Linked DNA regions of Macaca mulatta: region 1 is linked to region 2. The links are chromatin contacts, called in public Hi-C maps. All regions are on one chromosome and are shown on one strand. Each heading gives the region's core, a stretch centred on a gene start, on an enhancer-like site or on the middle of the called end of the contact. The rest is flanking DNA. Distances are from core to core; before and after follow the strand shown. Region 1 holds the start of TP53 (tumor protein p53). Region 2 holds the start of ACAP1 (ArfGAP with coiled-coil, ankyrin repeat and PH domains 1).

The links. A called contact is a pair of places that touch in the nucleus more often than the background predicts.
Region 1: a contact with region 2 is called in a Hi-C map of blood, with 4 times the contacts expected there. The contact joins the promoter of TP53 here to the promoter of ACAP1 in region 2. A contact is called at or near these places in 3 of 14 Hi-C or Micro-C datasets (CD4 T cells, blood and liver).

What each region holds. Positions count from the first base shown.
Region 1 is chr16:9,178,069-9,185,661 of T2T-MMU8v2.0, reverse strand. It overlaps TP53 (tumor protein p53), which reads left to right and starts at 6,014. Exons shown (of 11, transcript NM_001047151.2): 1 at 6,014-6,076. It overlaps WRAP53 (WD repeat containing antisense to TP53), which reads right to left and starts at 5,118. Exons shown (of 11, transcript NM_001260926.1): 1 at 4,902-5,118; 2 at 4,384-4,815; 3 at 4,141-4,239; 4 at 3,761-3,872. The coding sequence starts at 4,814.
Region 2 is chr16:8,826,357-8,834,088 of T2T-MMU8v2.0, reverse strand. It overlaps ACAP1 (ArfGAP with coiled-coil, ankyrin repeat and PH domains 1), which reads right to left and starts at 2,831. Exons shown (of 21, transcript XM_077970189.1): 1 at 2,538-2,831.

The sequences.
Region 1 (7,593 bases), core at 4,765-7,264, 350 kb before region 2:
TGGTGGCACACACCTGTGATCCCAGCTACTCAGGAGGCTGAGGCAGGAGGATTGCTTAAGCCCAGGAAGTTGAGGCTGAAGTGAGTTGTGATCACACCACTGCATTCCTGTCTGGGAAATGGAGAGAGACCCTGTCTCAGAACAAAAACCACTCAGATCTTCCAACTGCCAAACAGCAGCTTCTGAATGCTCCTCCACCTTTCCTTCTATTGCAAGGAAGGATTCTGTGCCTATCAAAGTCAAGTCCTTTAACGTGCTCTAGCTCCTGTCTTCGCCCAGCCACTCAGGGGTTTTGTTATCCCCCCTCTCTCCTATAGCATCAATCCCTCCCTCTCTACAGGACTGTTCCTGATGTCAGAGAAGCACCCCATAAACCCTTCTTTGGCATCGCTTCCCTTCCGATCACCGATCCATTTCTTGGCTCCCTTTCACAGCAAAACTTTCCCAAAGAATTGTCTAGGCCGGGCACGGTACTTCCAGCACTTTGGGAGGCCGAGGCAGGTGGATCACAAGGTCAGGAGTTCGAGACAAGCCTGGCCAAGAGTGAAACCCCATCTCTACTAAAAATACAAAACATTACCTGGGCGTAGTGGTGTGCACTTGTTTTTTTTTTTTTTTTTTTTTTGAGACGGAGTCTCACTCTGTCGCCCAGGCTGGAGTGCAGTGGCCGGATCTCAGCTCACTGCAAGCTCCGCCTCCCGGGTTCAGGCCATTCTCCTGCCTCAGCCTCCCGAGTAGCTGGGACTACAGGCGCCCGCCACCTCGCCTGGCTAGTTTTTTTGTATTTTTTAGTAGAGACGGGGTTTCACTGTGTTAGCCAGGATGGTCTCGATCTCCTGACCTCGTGATCCACCCGTCTCGGCCTCCCAAAGTGCTGGGATTATAGGCTTGAGCCACCGCGCCCAGCCTAGTGGTGTGCACTTGTAACCCCAGCTACTCAGGAGGCTGAGGCAGGAGAATCGCTTGAATCCGGGAGGCAGAGGTTCAGTGAGCTGAGATCATGCCATTGTACTCCCACCCAGGCAACAGCACAAGACTCCATCTCAAAAGAAAAAAAAACATTGGCTATACTTTTCTTCCACCCATCCTGATCAGATTCTGCCTCCATCACTTCCCTGAAAGTGCTCTTGTCAAGGTCACTAATGTCTCTTGGGTCATTCTCTAAATTCGCCTCACTCTATCTCTCAGCAGCATGAATCAGTCTCCACCTCCCTGCGCTGGAGCATTCAGGCACTCAAGGCTCTGCTGGGGCCTTCTCCTCCTCCATCAGCATTCTTTCTTTCTTTTTTTTTTTTTTTTTTTTGAGATGGAGTTTCACTCTTGTTACCCAGGCTGGAGTGCAGTGGCACGATCCCGGCTCACCGCAACCTCCGTCTCCTTGGTCCAAGTAATTCTCCTGCCTCAGCCTCCAGAGTAGCTGGGATTACAGGCGCCTGCCACCACGCCCGGCTGATTTTTCTGTATTTTTAGTAGAGATGGGGTTTCATCATGTTGGCCAGGCTGGTCTTGAACTCCTGACCTCAGGTGATCCACCCGCCTCAGCCTCCCAAAATGTTGGGATTACAGGCATGAGTCACCATGCCTGGTCCCGGATTTCACTCTTGCCCACCCATAAACCATTCACTCTTCTGTTTTAAAACTCTCGGCCAGGCGTGGTGGCTCATGCCTATAATCCCAGCACTTTGGGAGGCCGAGGTGGGCGGATCACAAGGTCAGGAGCTCAGACCAGCCTGGCCAATACAGTGAAATCCCATCTCTACTAAAAAAATACAAAAAAATTAGCCAGGCGTGGTGGCACACGCCTGTAATCCCAGCTACTCGGGAGGCTGAGGCAGGAGAATTGTTTGAACCTGGGAGGCAGAGGTTGTGGTAAGCTGAGATCGCGCCACTGCACTCCAGCCTAGGCAACAGAGTGAGACGCCATCTCAAAAAAAAAAAAAAAAAAAATTAGCCAGGCATGGTGGCACATGCCTATAATCTCTGCTACTCAGGAGGCTGAGACAGGAGAATCACTTGAACCCAGGAGGCAGAAGATGCAGTGAGCCAAGATCACGCCACTGCATTCCAGCCTGTGCAACAAGAGGAAGACTCATCTCAAAAAAAAAAAAAAACCCTCTCTCATGACTTCCCAAATAAACTCCAAATGCCTTACCCATAAGACCCAACACAACGTGGCTGCTCTTCTCTGTCCTCGCCCCGCTATCTCCCTCACTTGCCTCAGTCTGGCTATACTAGCATTCTGGGTTTTTTATTTTGTGTTTGTTTGTTTGTTTGTTTTGAGATGGAGTGCAATGGCTCTCTCGGCTCACTGCAACCTCCACCTCTCGGGTTCAAGTGATTCTCCTGCCTCAGTCTCTCAAGTAGCTGGGATTACAGGCACCCATCATCACATCCAGCAAATTTTTGTATTTTTGTAGAGACGGGTTTTTGCCATGTTGGCCAGCCTGGTCTCGAACTCCTGACCTCAGGTGATCTGCCTGCCTCAGCTTCCCAAAGTGCCGGGATTACAGGTGTGACCCACCGAGCCTGGTCTGTTTTGTTGTTTTTTGAGATGGAGTCTCACTCTGTCGCCCAGGCTGAAGTGCAGTGGTACAGTCTTGTCTGACTGCAGCCTCCACCTCTCCCGAGTTTAAGAGATTCTCCTGCCTCAGCCACACGAGTAGCTGGGATTACAGGCATGTGCCACTACATGCAGCTAATTTTTGTATTTTTAGTAGAGATGGGGTTTCACCATATTGGCCAGGCTAGTCTTGAACTTCTGGCCTCAAGTGATCTGCCCACCTCGGCCTCCCAAGTAGCTGGGATTACAGGTGTGAGCCACCGTGCCAGGCCTTTCTGGTCTTTTAACACACAAAGCTATTTCCCAGTTCTGGGTGTTTATACTATCATTGCCAGTTTCTGGAAAGCTCTTTCCGGAAGTGTTCACTTGACTGACCCCTTATCCTCCTTCAGGTCTTAGTTGAAATGCCTCCTTGTCAGAGAGCTCCTTCCTGACCATTTTATGCAATGTGCTTTCCTCTAGTTAGTCTCTCTTCATTCTGTGTATTTCCTTCAGAGCATTTATTATCATCTTGGTCCTGATGCCTGCTGGTTTACGTATTTGTTGTCTATCTCCCACAGAGAAAGCAAACCAGCCTTTCATCTGTCTTGTCCACCACTTTATCCCAGCACGGTGACTAACATGTATCAGTAGTCAATCAATAAATATCTATAGGCCGGGCACGGTGACTCACGCCTGTAATCCTCACACTTTGGGAGGCCAAGGTGGGCGGATCATCTGAGGTCAGGAATTTGATATCAGCCTGCCCAACATGGCGAAACCCCATCTCTACTAAAAATACAAAAATGAGTCGAGTGTGATGGCATGCACCTGAAGTACCAGCTACTCCGGGGACTGAGGCAGGAGAATCGCTTGAACCCAGAAGGCAGAGGTTGCAGTGAGCTGAGATCGCACTACGGCACTCCAGCCTGGGTTTCAGAGCAAGACCCTGTCTCAAAAAAATAATAAATATAAATACATATATACTGCCACAAGAAATTCACTACTTTTTAGCGAAAAACACAGATTCCTAATTAAAGAAAGGGGAAACGTCTCTCTAAATAACTTCAGAATTCAGGGCAGAAAACGCTACACGTGGAAACATCTTGAAAAACAGTCCCGTTTGTGAACAGGAAGCACTTGGACTACACTTTCTCCATCTCCATGAAGGACTTAAATGTGTAGCACTGAGGAAGAGGCCGAGTTAGCCCCAGTCCTTACCATTTCTGCATATTCCACCTGCTCCCCCTCGTGGTACAGCTCTGGGGGCAGGTTATAAATTCGCAAGATGTTATCAGCACTATTGGTCAAGATGCAGGAACCGTCAGGAGCCCTAGAAACAGGAAAGAGTTACAAAGCTGGCCAGACCTATGCTTTTCAAGTGTAGGTCTAGGGCTGAGCCTACCTCTGGGGTAGGTAAGCCTCCCCTGAATCCTTGAGGGAAGGAGAAGACACACACTGCTAGATAAAATGTAAGTTCAGTCTAAAAGGGCTACGTGCTCCTTCTCCCAGCTCTGGGGCATCCCTCTCCTAGATAACCGGACTGTTCTACGGTGAAAATCTTGGGGGTGGTCAGCTCCCTGCCCCGTTGTTATCCTTACCACTTACAGCCTTTCAAGAAGTTCTCAGGTTGGGTGCTAAACTCTGACCAGGAACCACTGAGAAATCGAGGCAGCTGGGAGAAGCTGTAGTTCCAAGCACTGAAAGGAAGATGGGGGACAACAAACCTGGGTCGCCAAGCAACGGAGGCAGGGGCCTAGAGAAGTGGTTCTGAGGACCAGAGGACAGGTCGACCTCACACTTCATCTCCCCAGACTCCACACTCCACTGCCATCACCACTTACGTGTCTCCCTCGTCCTCTGCAGCGGGTTCCCCAGAGGCATCTTCCATGGCTTCTTCAGACCCCAACTCTGGCCTGTTCGCTTCTTCTTCAGAAAGGCTCCCGTTTGCTTCTTCTGCAGGAAGTCTCGTATTTTCAGAAAGTTCTTGCTCCTCGATTTGAGGACTCAACTCACTAGGAGCACCAAACTCTGTTTCCAGGGGAGTGGAGAGAGAAACTGGGTCCCCCTCCCCTAGCTCCTGGGGCACAGCTGAGCCAGCCACAGGATCTGGGGACAACCGGGGCGGATCCTCCCTTTCGAGAGGCGGTGGCATCAGTTCAGGGTCCGCATTTTTATCCATCGGGGAAGCGTGGGGAGAAGGATGGGCCGGAGCTGGATCCTGGTCTGAGGGACAGCAGTCCGGAGCTAACGGTTGAGTCTCCAAAGTCTTCATACTGCAGAGGAAGCACAGCGGACATTAGCCTCAGCCAGGATGGCTTCGAAGTTCTCAGGGATCCGATGCAGAGCTAATGAAACCCACCTGTGCTTCCCTCCTCTTCTGGGAGGAGGTAGAAGACTCCCGGGAGGAGAGGCGAACAGCGGACGCCAATTTTGAAAGCACTGCGTTCCTTAGCACCGCAGGTCGCTACGAGCCTCTTGCTGTCGCGGGATTTGGGCCCACCTTCCGATTGGGCCGCTGCATCCCGGATCAGATTTCGCGGGCGACCCACGGAACCCGCGGAGCCGGGACGTGAAAGGTTATAAGGTTTCCCGTTCCCATCAAGCCCTAGGGCTTCTCGTGGCTGCTGGGAGTTGTAGTCTAAACTCTTCTATCTTGGGGAGAAGCGCCTGCGCTCCCCCTACCGAGTCCCGCGGTAATTCTTAAAGCACCTGCACCATCCCCCGCCGCCTGCAGAGGGCGCTGCAGGTCTTGCACCTCTTTTCATCTCGTTCTCCAGGCTCCAGACCTTTCTCTCTTCCTTCATTCAAAAAGTATTTATTATCGAGCTCTTACTTGCTACCCAGGACTGATATAGGCACTGAGGAATACAACAATAAATAAGATAGTAGAAAAATTCTATATCCTCATAAAGCTTACGTTTCCATGTACTGAAAGCAATTAACAAATATTTTCAGAGTGATAAGTATTGTGAAGATTAAACAAGATGGTGTGATACAAAGTATGTGGGAGAAAACGTTAGCGTGAGATATTAAGGAAAGCCTTCCTAAAAAATGACATTTTAGCTGTTGAAAAGAAAGGATCCAGCTGAGAGCAAACGCAAAAGCTTTCTTCCCTTCATATTTGACACAGCGCAGGATTCCTCCAAAATGGTTTCCACCAATTCTGCCCTCACAGCTCTGGCTTGTAGAATTTTCCACCCCAAAATGTTAGTATCTACGGCACCAGTTCGGCGAGAATCCTGACTCTCTCTGCACCCTCCTCCCCAATTCCATTTCCTTTGCTTCCTCCAGCGGGCGGATTACTTGCCCTTACTTGTCATGGCGACTGTCCAGCTTTGTGCCAGGAGCCTCGCAGGGGTTGATGGGATTGGGGTTTTCCCCTCCCATGTGCTCGACTGGCGCTAAAAGTTTTGAGCTTCTCAAAAGTCTAGAGCCACCATCCAGGCAGCAGGTAGCTGCGGGGCTCCGGGAACACTTGGCGTCCGGGCTGGGAGCGTGCTTTCCAAGACGGTGACACGCTTCCCTGAGGATTGGGTAAGCTCCTGACTGAACTTGATGAGTCCTCTCTGAGTCACGGGCTATCGGCTCCGTGTATTTTCAGCTCGGGAGAATCGCTGGGGCTGGGGGTGGGGCAGTGGGGACTTAGCGAGTTTGGGGGTGAGTGGGATGGAAGCTTGGCTAGAGGGATCAACATAGGAGTTGCATTGTTGGGAGACCTGGGTGTAGATGGTGGGGATGTTAGGACCATCCGAACTCAAAGTTGAACGCCTAGGCAGAGAAGTGGAGCTTTGGGGAACCTTGAGCCGGCCTAAAGGGTACTCCTTTGCCCATCTACCCGTTGCTAGGCGTAGGGAATCCCTGAAATAGAAGATGCACAAAGCATTGAGATCTGAGACTTTTGGATCTCGAAACATTGAGAACTCATGGCTGTATATTTTGGAGCCCATGGCATTCTAGTGAAACCTCGGGCTCCATTCCGAAATGATCATTTGGAGGTGATCCGGGGAGCCCAAGCTGCTAAGGTCCCACAACTTCCGGACCTTTGTCCTTCCTGCAGCGATCTTTCCAGCCAGCCCTTGGCTCCGCTAGATGGAGAAAATCCAATTGAAGGCTGTCAGTCGTGGAAGTGAGAAATGCTAAACGAGGGGTTTGCCCGCCAGGCCGAGGAGGACCATCTCAATCTGAGAGGGCCGGCAGCCCTGTTATTGTTTGGCTCCACATTTACATTTCTGCTTGTGGCAGCAGCATTTCCGGTTTCTTTTTGCCGGAGCAGCTCACTATTCACCCGATGAGAGGGGAGGAGAGAGAGAAAAAATGTCCTTTAGGCCGGTTCCTTTTACTTGCAGAGGGAGGCTGCTATTCTCCGCCCGCACTTTTTTTTTCTGGATTACTTGGTTATGGCCTTTGCAAAGGCAGGGGTATTTGTTTTGATGCAAACCTCAATCCCTCCCCTTCTTTGAATGGTGTGCCCCACCCCGCGGGTCGCCTGCAACCTAGGCGGACGCTACCATGGCGTGAGACAGGGAGGGAAAGAAGTGTGCAGAAGGCAAGCCCGGGGGGTATTTTCAAGAATGAGTACATCTCATCTTTCCGGAGGAAAAAAAAAAAGAATGGGTACGTCTGATAATCAAATTTTGAAAGAGTGCAATAATGGATCGTTTGATAATCTGTCGGAAAAACAATCTACCTGTTATCTGGCTTTGGGCTAGGCCATTCCAGTTCCAGACGCAGGCCGAACGTCGTGAAGCGGAAGGGGCGGGCCCGCAGGCGTCCGTGTGGTCCTCCGTGCAGCCCTCCGACCCGAGCCGGTTCTTCCCGGTAGGAGGCGGAACTCGAATTCATTTCTGCCGGTTACCCATCTCTTAGCTCGCTGTTGTTTCATTCCGCAGTTTCTCCCCATGCACCTGCCGCATACCGGGCACTTTGTGCCGTACATACGTCATCTTTTTCCTAAATCGAGGTGGCATTTACACACAGCGCAGTGCACAGACCAAGTGTACAGGAAGATGAGTTTTGGCCCTAACCACTGCGTGATGCCTACCAAGTCAGAG
Region 2 (7,732 bases), core at 1,582-4,081:
GCCACTGCGCTTGGCTAGAGTTTACTGGGCTTTTTTGTTTGTTTTTGTTTTTTGAGACGTAGTCTCACTCTGTAGCCCAGGTTGGAGTGTACGATCTCAGCTCACTGCAAGCTCCGCCTCCCAGGTACATGCCATTCTCCCACTTCAGCCTCCCGAGTAGCTGGGACTACAGGCGCCTACTACCACACCTGGATTATTTTTTGTATTTATAGTAGAGACGGGATTTCACGGCGTTAGCCAGGATAGTCTCGATCTCCTGACCTCGTGATCCGCCTGCCTCAGCCTCCCAAAGTGCTGGGATTACAGGCATGAGCCACCGCGCCTGGCAGAGTTTATTGTTAATTGTAATGTGACAATATTAATTTCCTGGTTTTAATAATGTACTAAAGATGTCACCACTGGGGAAACTGGGTGATGAGTACATGAGACCTCTCCTTACTAGTCTCCTGAGTCGATGATTTACTCACAATAAAAAATTCAGGCCAGGTGTGGTGGCTCACACGTGTAATTCTAGCACTTTGGGAGGCTGAGGTGGGAGGATTACTTGAGTCCAGGAGTTCCAGACCAGCCTAGGTAACATAGGGAGACACCATCTCTACAAAAAAATAAAATTAAAAAAAAGCCAGGCATGGTGGCATGTGCTTGTAGCACAGCTACTGGGGAGGTTGAGGAGGGAGGATCACTTGAGCCCAGGAGTTCAAGCATCTGGGACTACAGCTGTGGCCACCCCATCCAGTCCGTTGTTTAATATCATTATTTGTAGACCGGGTGTGGTGGCTCACGCCTGTAATCCCAGCACTTTGGGAGGCTGAGACAGGTAGATCATTTGAGGTCAGGAGTTCAAGACCAGCTTAGCCAACATGGTGAGACCCCATCTCTACTAAAAATTAAAAAAAAAAAAAAAAAAAATTAGCAGGGTGTGGTGGTGCATGCCTGTAATCCCGGCTGCTTGGGAGGCTGAGGTGGGAGAATCGCTTGAACCTGGAAGGCGGAGGTTCCAGTGAGCTGAGATCGCCCCACTGCACTCCAGCCTGGGCAACAGAGCAAGACTCCGTCTCAAATAAATAAAAATAAAAGTATTATTTGTAGAGATGAGGTTTCACCATGTTGTCCATAAAACAATGTTGCCCACCAAATTTGTGACAATTTGGTACACAGCAATAGCCAACTAACACATAGCATGCAAATACATAATGTGTCAGAGGTAAATGTTGCAGAGAAAAGTAAAGCGAAGTAAGGGGAATGAGAGAGCATTTGTGCGTGTATCTGTGTGAACATGCTATTTGATAGAGTGCTCAGGGGACACCTTACTGTCTTGAATGGAAACATTTCACTGGTTTGTCTTCCAGTCAGCCTTTGGGCTCATGGGAGCAGAAATGATCTTGCCCTCCCTGAATGCCCAGGGCCTGGCACAATGCAGGAGGAGCTCAAAAGCTGAACAAGGAAGTCCAAAAGTAAGTCTTTTTTTGTTAAGACAGAGTCTCGCTCTGTCGCCTAGCCTGAAGTGCAGTGGTGCGATCTTGGCTCACTGCAACCTCCGCCTCCCAGGTTCAAGCGATTCCTCTGCCTCAGCCTCCTGAGTAGCTGGAACTACAGATGGGCGCCACCACGCCTGGCTGATTTTTGCATTTTTAGTAGAGATGGGGCTTCACCATGTTGGCCAGGCTGGTCTCGAACTCCTGACCTCAGGCGATCCATTCGCCTTGGCCTCCCAAAGTGCTGGGATTACAGGCATGAGCTACCACGCCCGGCCCAGAAGTAAGTCTTGTTTTCCAAGATCCTGAGCTTCTTGAGGGTACAGAACCACCTTTTTTTGCTTCTCTGGAGTCTCCAAAATATTTCCCCTACACAGTATTCAATAATCCCTGGAACGCATTCTCTGTCTCCAGCTTTCTCCCTGGCCCTACCCCTCTCAACCTAATCCACTCCAGGGTCACCTCTCCATGTCAGGGTCACCTTTTCCAGACGGATCTCCAATTCTGACACGTCGGCTTCCACCATTTCAATAGAGGCTCTGGGAAAGAGGGGGTCATGGGAACAGAGCTTGGGTCGGTCTGGTCTGTCTGCCTCATCAGGCGGGATGGAGCCGCAGGGCGGTGGGTATGGAGGAGAAAGCTGCAGAGTTGAGAGGCTCGCCCCCCACCCGCCCACTTGTGCTCTGCCCGCTCTGCAGACTGGGAGCTACCACAGCCCAGGCCAGAGCAGGAAGGGTAGAAGGAGGGTGGATGTGGCCAGGGCAGGAAGTTGCTAACCGCCCCAGAGCAGGTGCTGGGGGAAGGGCAGGGGTCCCACTGAGAGGCCAGAGGGAATGCCAGCTCTAGGGCTGAGGGAAACTGCAGAAGCCAGAAGGAGCATGCAGGGCCGGAGAGCATTGGAGTACCCTGCTTTGATAGCTGGGGTACCACTTTGGCCCACAGGCTCGCTCCTGCCTCTTGGAGGCCTGCTCCCTGGAAGGAGATCTGGCCTGGGGAAAGGTGTGTGTGTGCTGGGGGTGTTAGACTTTTCCCTCCTTAGCCCCCAGACCAGTTCACACTTACCGGAAACGGGGTGAGTCCTTGAGACACTCCTCGAAATCCAGCTTGACCGTCATCTCAGCTTGCCTGCTGTGGGGCCAGCGGGCCCTGGAGGCCGGACGCCTGGGGATGCAGGTGGAGGCACTTTCTGTCCCAGGAGGTGGAGATGATGGGGAAGGAGAAGAGGGACCTCCACGGGGAAGGGCCTGGGGGGCACAATTCTTTCCCCAAGGGGAAAGGGGTGTCCTAGGAGGAGCTCTCGCCCCACACTTCCAGGCAGTGCTGGGAGGGGCAGGGGTGGGGCCTGGGCGGAGGATGGGGGCCTGAGATCAGAGAAGCCACAGCCCCGCCCTCAGAGGCGATCTGCCAGCTCCTTCCTCTTGGGGCCCTAGCCTCTGTTTCTTTCTCTCTTCTTGGTTGAGTCTTGGGGGCCTGGCAGATCTAGGTTCAAATCCTGGCTCTGTCACTTAGAGGTTGTGTGCCCCTGGACGAGCTCTCCGATTCCTCAGTTTTCTCATCTGGAAGATGGGAATGATAGCCCCTTCCTCCAGGGCTGTATGAAGTGAGGAAAGTGATAGCAGTAAATTCATGCTGGCCGGGCGCGGTGGCTCAAGCCTGTAATCCCAGCACTTTGGGAGGCCGAGACGGGCGGATCACGAGGTCAGGAGATCGAGACCATCCTGGCTAACACGGTGAAACCCCGTCTCTACTAAAAAATACAAAAAACTAGCCGGGCGAGGTGGCGGGCGCCTGTAGTCCCAGCAACCCGGGAGGCTGAGCCAGGAGAATGGCGGGAACCCGGGAGGCGGAGCTTGTAGTGAGCCGAGATCTGGCCACTGCACTCCAGCCTGGGCGACAGAGCCAGACTCCGTCTCAAAAAAAAAAAAAAAAAAATTCATGCTTCACTAGATTGATTGATTGATTAATTAATTATTGAGACGGAGTCTCCCTCCGTCACCCAGGCTGGAGTGCAGTGGCGCGATCTCGGCTCACTGCAACCTCCACCTCCTGGGTTCAAGCAATTCTCCTGTCTCAGCCTCCCGAGGAGCTGGGACTACAGGTGCCTGCCACGGCGCCCCACTAATTTTTCATATTTTTAGTAGAGACGGGGTTTCACCTCGTTGGTCAGACTGGTCTTGAACTCCTGACCTCAGGTGATCCACCCACCTCGGCCTCCCAAAGTGCTGGGTTTACTGGCGCGAGCCACTGTAATCCGCTGGTTCACTAAATTAATTGCATCACTCATTGTCATCCTGCAGCAGCTTGGGCCTTCTCGTGATGCTAGGCTCCTGTGGAGTCCAGTGCCCCGGACTGCTCCCAGCTTTCTTCGCTCTGCCCTCATATTCATAGCTCCTGTGTGTGAACTCCCCTTCCTCCTCCCCTCTCCTCAACGACTGAGCAGGCCCAGCCTGAGCACCCGATTCACAGCTCCCAGACCCTTGCTCTTCTGCTCTTGATCGTCCACTCATAGGGTGGCCAGGAAGGGAAGGTTGCCCCCACTCTGCCCCCAACCAGCCCGTTTCCATTGTTTGCTTTCCTTTTCTTGAGTCCATCGAAGTCCCAGGGTTTCATCTGGAGAGAAGAGTTTGAGTTCATGGCTTTCTTGCAGCAGGCATGGGATCTTGTTCATGTGACCCTGAATCCCCTAGAACCTCCCCACTCAGCTCCTCTACCTCCCTGGCCAGTGCGAGCATCCCCTTGCCTCTGCCCAGGCTTAGTCTGTCAGGCTGTGCTTGTTCTGGCTTGAGGGGTTGGGGTTGCTCCACTCTCCCTTTCTGAACTCCCTGGGCTTTGCCAGCTCAGCCCCCTAGCCACCAGCTGGATACCATTTGAGACTCACTGTCTTGGAAGGACAGAGAAATACTTGGAGTGGGGTGGCGTGGCAGAGAGGAGTTAAGGAGGAGGCGTGGAGCCAGTGGGTGGTGCCAAGCTGGAGGGGGTCTCAACCCCTTCTGAGTCTCCCTGGTTCCTCTCCTGTCCAATGTGGACCTTGGACTCGAGGCTGTTCAGGGCCTCTCCTTCCACCTGTTGCCGATGTACTGGCCTGAAATAATTGGAGGGCTGGGAGATGGGAGCTGGCCAAGAGACAGTCCCACAGAGATAACGGCCTGGTGCCCTCAACAGGCTGCAATGGTGTCACTGTCACCATCAGGGAGCTCTCTGTGGCCTTGTGATCCCTAAAGGGGCCTCCCATGTGGTCCAGTAGGTGGACCTCAGTGCTTACAGCCTTCTCAATCACCTAGGTCAAGCTTGTGGAGCCTAGAATCAGGGATCAGGGCCAGGGTACCTATCAGGCTGTGGGTTCCCAGCCCTTCTGCCCCCTAGGCTGGCCTGCCCAGGCTCTCACCATCCTGATGCTCATCTTCCATGTCCTCCACAAGCTCTGGGTGGGAGCAGGACCTCAGGTATAGTCCTTTGCCATAGTACTCCTTGTGCTGCAGAGCAATCTCCTGCCCCGATATGATGGTGGCCACAGCTGGTGGGGGGAGGCACTGATTTCTGTAGGTGGAGGAATCTGAGGAGTCAACCAAATGAATCCAAGTCTTCCGGCCATCTGGTATATCCGTGCCTCACAGGTGTCTGTCATGGGCCCTCACCAGAGGGGGAGAAGCTCAGGCCCCAGATCCTCGTCTCACTGACTTCTCTTACCCTTCCCATTTGAGAAAAACTTCAGTGACCGCTCCACCTCCCCCCATGGTTGTCTCGGACTTTTGTTTATTTTTTATTTATTTATTTATTTATTTATTTATTTTTTTTTTTGAGACGGAGTCTCACGCTGTTGCCCAGGCTGGAGTGCAGTGGCGCGATCTCGGCTCACTGCAAGCTCCGCCTCCCGGGTTCCCGCCATTCTCCTGCCTCAGCCTCCTGAGTAGCTGGGACTACAGGCGCCCGCCACCGCGCCCGGCTAATTTTTTGTATTTTTAGTAGAGACGGGGTTTCACTGTGGTCTCGATCTCCTGACCTTGTGATCCGCCCGCCTCGGCCTCCCAAAGTGCTGGGATTACAGGCTTGAGCCACCGCGCCCGGCCTATTTTTTATTTATTTTTTGAGACAAGATCTTGCTATGTTACTCAGGCTGGAGGGTGGTAGTGCCACCATCGCTCATGGCAGCCTCAAACTCCTGGGCTCAGACTATATTCTCCCACCTTAGCCTCCCCGGTAGTCTGGACTACAGGTGCACGCCACCACGCCTGGCTAGTTAAAAACAATTTTTTTTTTTTTTTTTTTTTGTAGAGATGAGGTCTCCCTATGTTGCCCAGGCTGGTTTTTGAATTGCTGGCCTCAAGCAATCCTCCCAAAGTGCTGGGATTATGGAAGCGAACCACCTGGCCTGGCCAACAAACCAGCCCCCAGTCAGACTTTCTGTTCCTCAACAGCCAATAATCTCGGGGGGCTATCCTGAATGGGGTCCTTTCTCCAGCTGCCGTCTTTCTTCCCTGGGGTCACTTCCCAGCATTACCTCCCTGTCAGGCAGCAGAGTCTTGGGCTGATGGCCACTGAGGAAGACAGACTGTGGTAGAGAAGTGAGGAACGGGCTCTGGAATACACCCCCCTCTAGTCCCTGGAGCCCTCCCGTCGCTAACCCTGGGCTTCAAGGATGTGCTTCTGGGTGACCAGGCCTGGCTCATCTTTGGCTCCTCTGGCTGGTTCTCCTGCCCAGCCTCTCTGCACAGGCCTGGGCTCTGGGACCAGCATCACACCTTGACTGCCACCGCTGATACTGATACCACCATTGCTGTCCTCTTCATCCTCCAAGGGCCAGTTTTTCTCAGCCTTGAGAAACTTCCCTTTGTCACAGTGTGCCTTGCGGCACTTGTCAAAGTCATTGGAGTCTGTGACCGTGGTGAGAGCCTGGCTTTCCCACCGCACTCTTGCCAAAGACTTGCTCCACCTCCCCCTTTCCATTCAATCCCCAACCCTTCATCTCATGTTGTGGGAGAAGGATTACCTAGGTGCCGAGGCAAGAGGCTGAAGGCACAAACTGTTTCAGTATAATAAAGAAAATAGTTAGAATAAGAATAGTCATAACACAAATTAGATATAGAGATGATCATGGACAATTATCAGTCATTATTATAAACATTATTAATCATTAGCTTTTAATATTACTCTCTGTTGCATTACTAATATAACCTAGGAATAACCGGCGGGTGTAGGGTCAGGAGCTAAAGGGACATTGTGAGAAATGACCTAGAAGGCAAGAGGTGAGCCTTCTGTCACGCCCACATAAGGGCCGCTTGAGGGCTCCTTGGTCAAGCGCTAATGCCAGTGCCTGGGAAGACACCCATTACTTAGCAGACTGCGAAAGGGAGTGTCCTTTCCTTGGAGGAGTCAGGGAACACTCTGCTCCACCAGCTTCTTGTGGAAGGCTGGATATTATCCAGGCCTGCCCGCAGTCATCCGGAGGCCTAAACCCCTCCCTGTGGTGCTGTGCTTCAATGGTCACCGCTCCTTGTCCGCTTTCATGTTCCTCCCGTACTCCTGGTTCCTCTTTGAAGTTTGTAGTAGATAGTGGTAGAAGAAATAGTGGAAGTCTTAAAGTCTTTGATCTTATAAGTGCATAGAAGAAAACGCTGACGTATGTTGCCTTCTCTGTCTCTACTTCGGCTACCTAAAAGGAAGGGACCCCGTCCTGTGATCACGTGACTTGCTTCACCTTGTCAATCACTTAGAAGATTCACCCTCCTTACCCTGCCTGTAATAAATATCAGCGCGCCCAGCCATTCGGGGCCACTGTTGGTCTCTGCGTCTTGATGGTAGTGGTCCCCCAGGCCCAGCTGCTTTCTCTTTATCTCTTTGTCTTGTGTCTTAATTTATTACAATCTCTCGTCTTCGCACACAGGGAGAACACTTGCTAAGCTCCGTAGGGCTGGACCCTACATCATGTGTCTTGGAAAAGTTGTCTACAGGCCCCGAGCTCCTGTCAGCACAGTCCTGGCGGAACCTGGGGCAGATACTGTCCGTCATGGCAATCCTGAAGGGGTAGGAGACTAGTGGGGGCATCGAGAGAAGAAAATAGCAATGGGGACAGGTGGTAAACGAGGCCAAATTGGCGGACCCCCGCCCCCATCCAGGCCTGATGGAAATTGTAGCAACTCCCATTGTGGGTGTCAAAAAGCAGACCAGCTGCAGACCTGAATTCAGGGCTGAAGGGAGGAAAGAGGCCCCACACCCCGGCTGCTCTCTGGCAGGACTCTCACCTCTCTGCCAGCACTCCA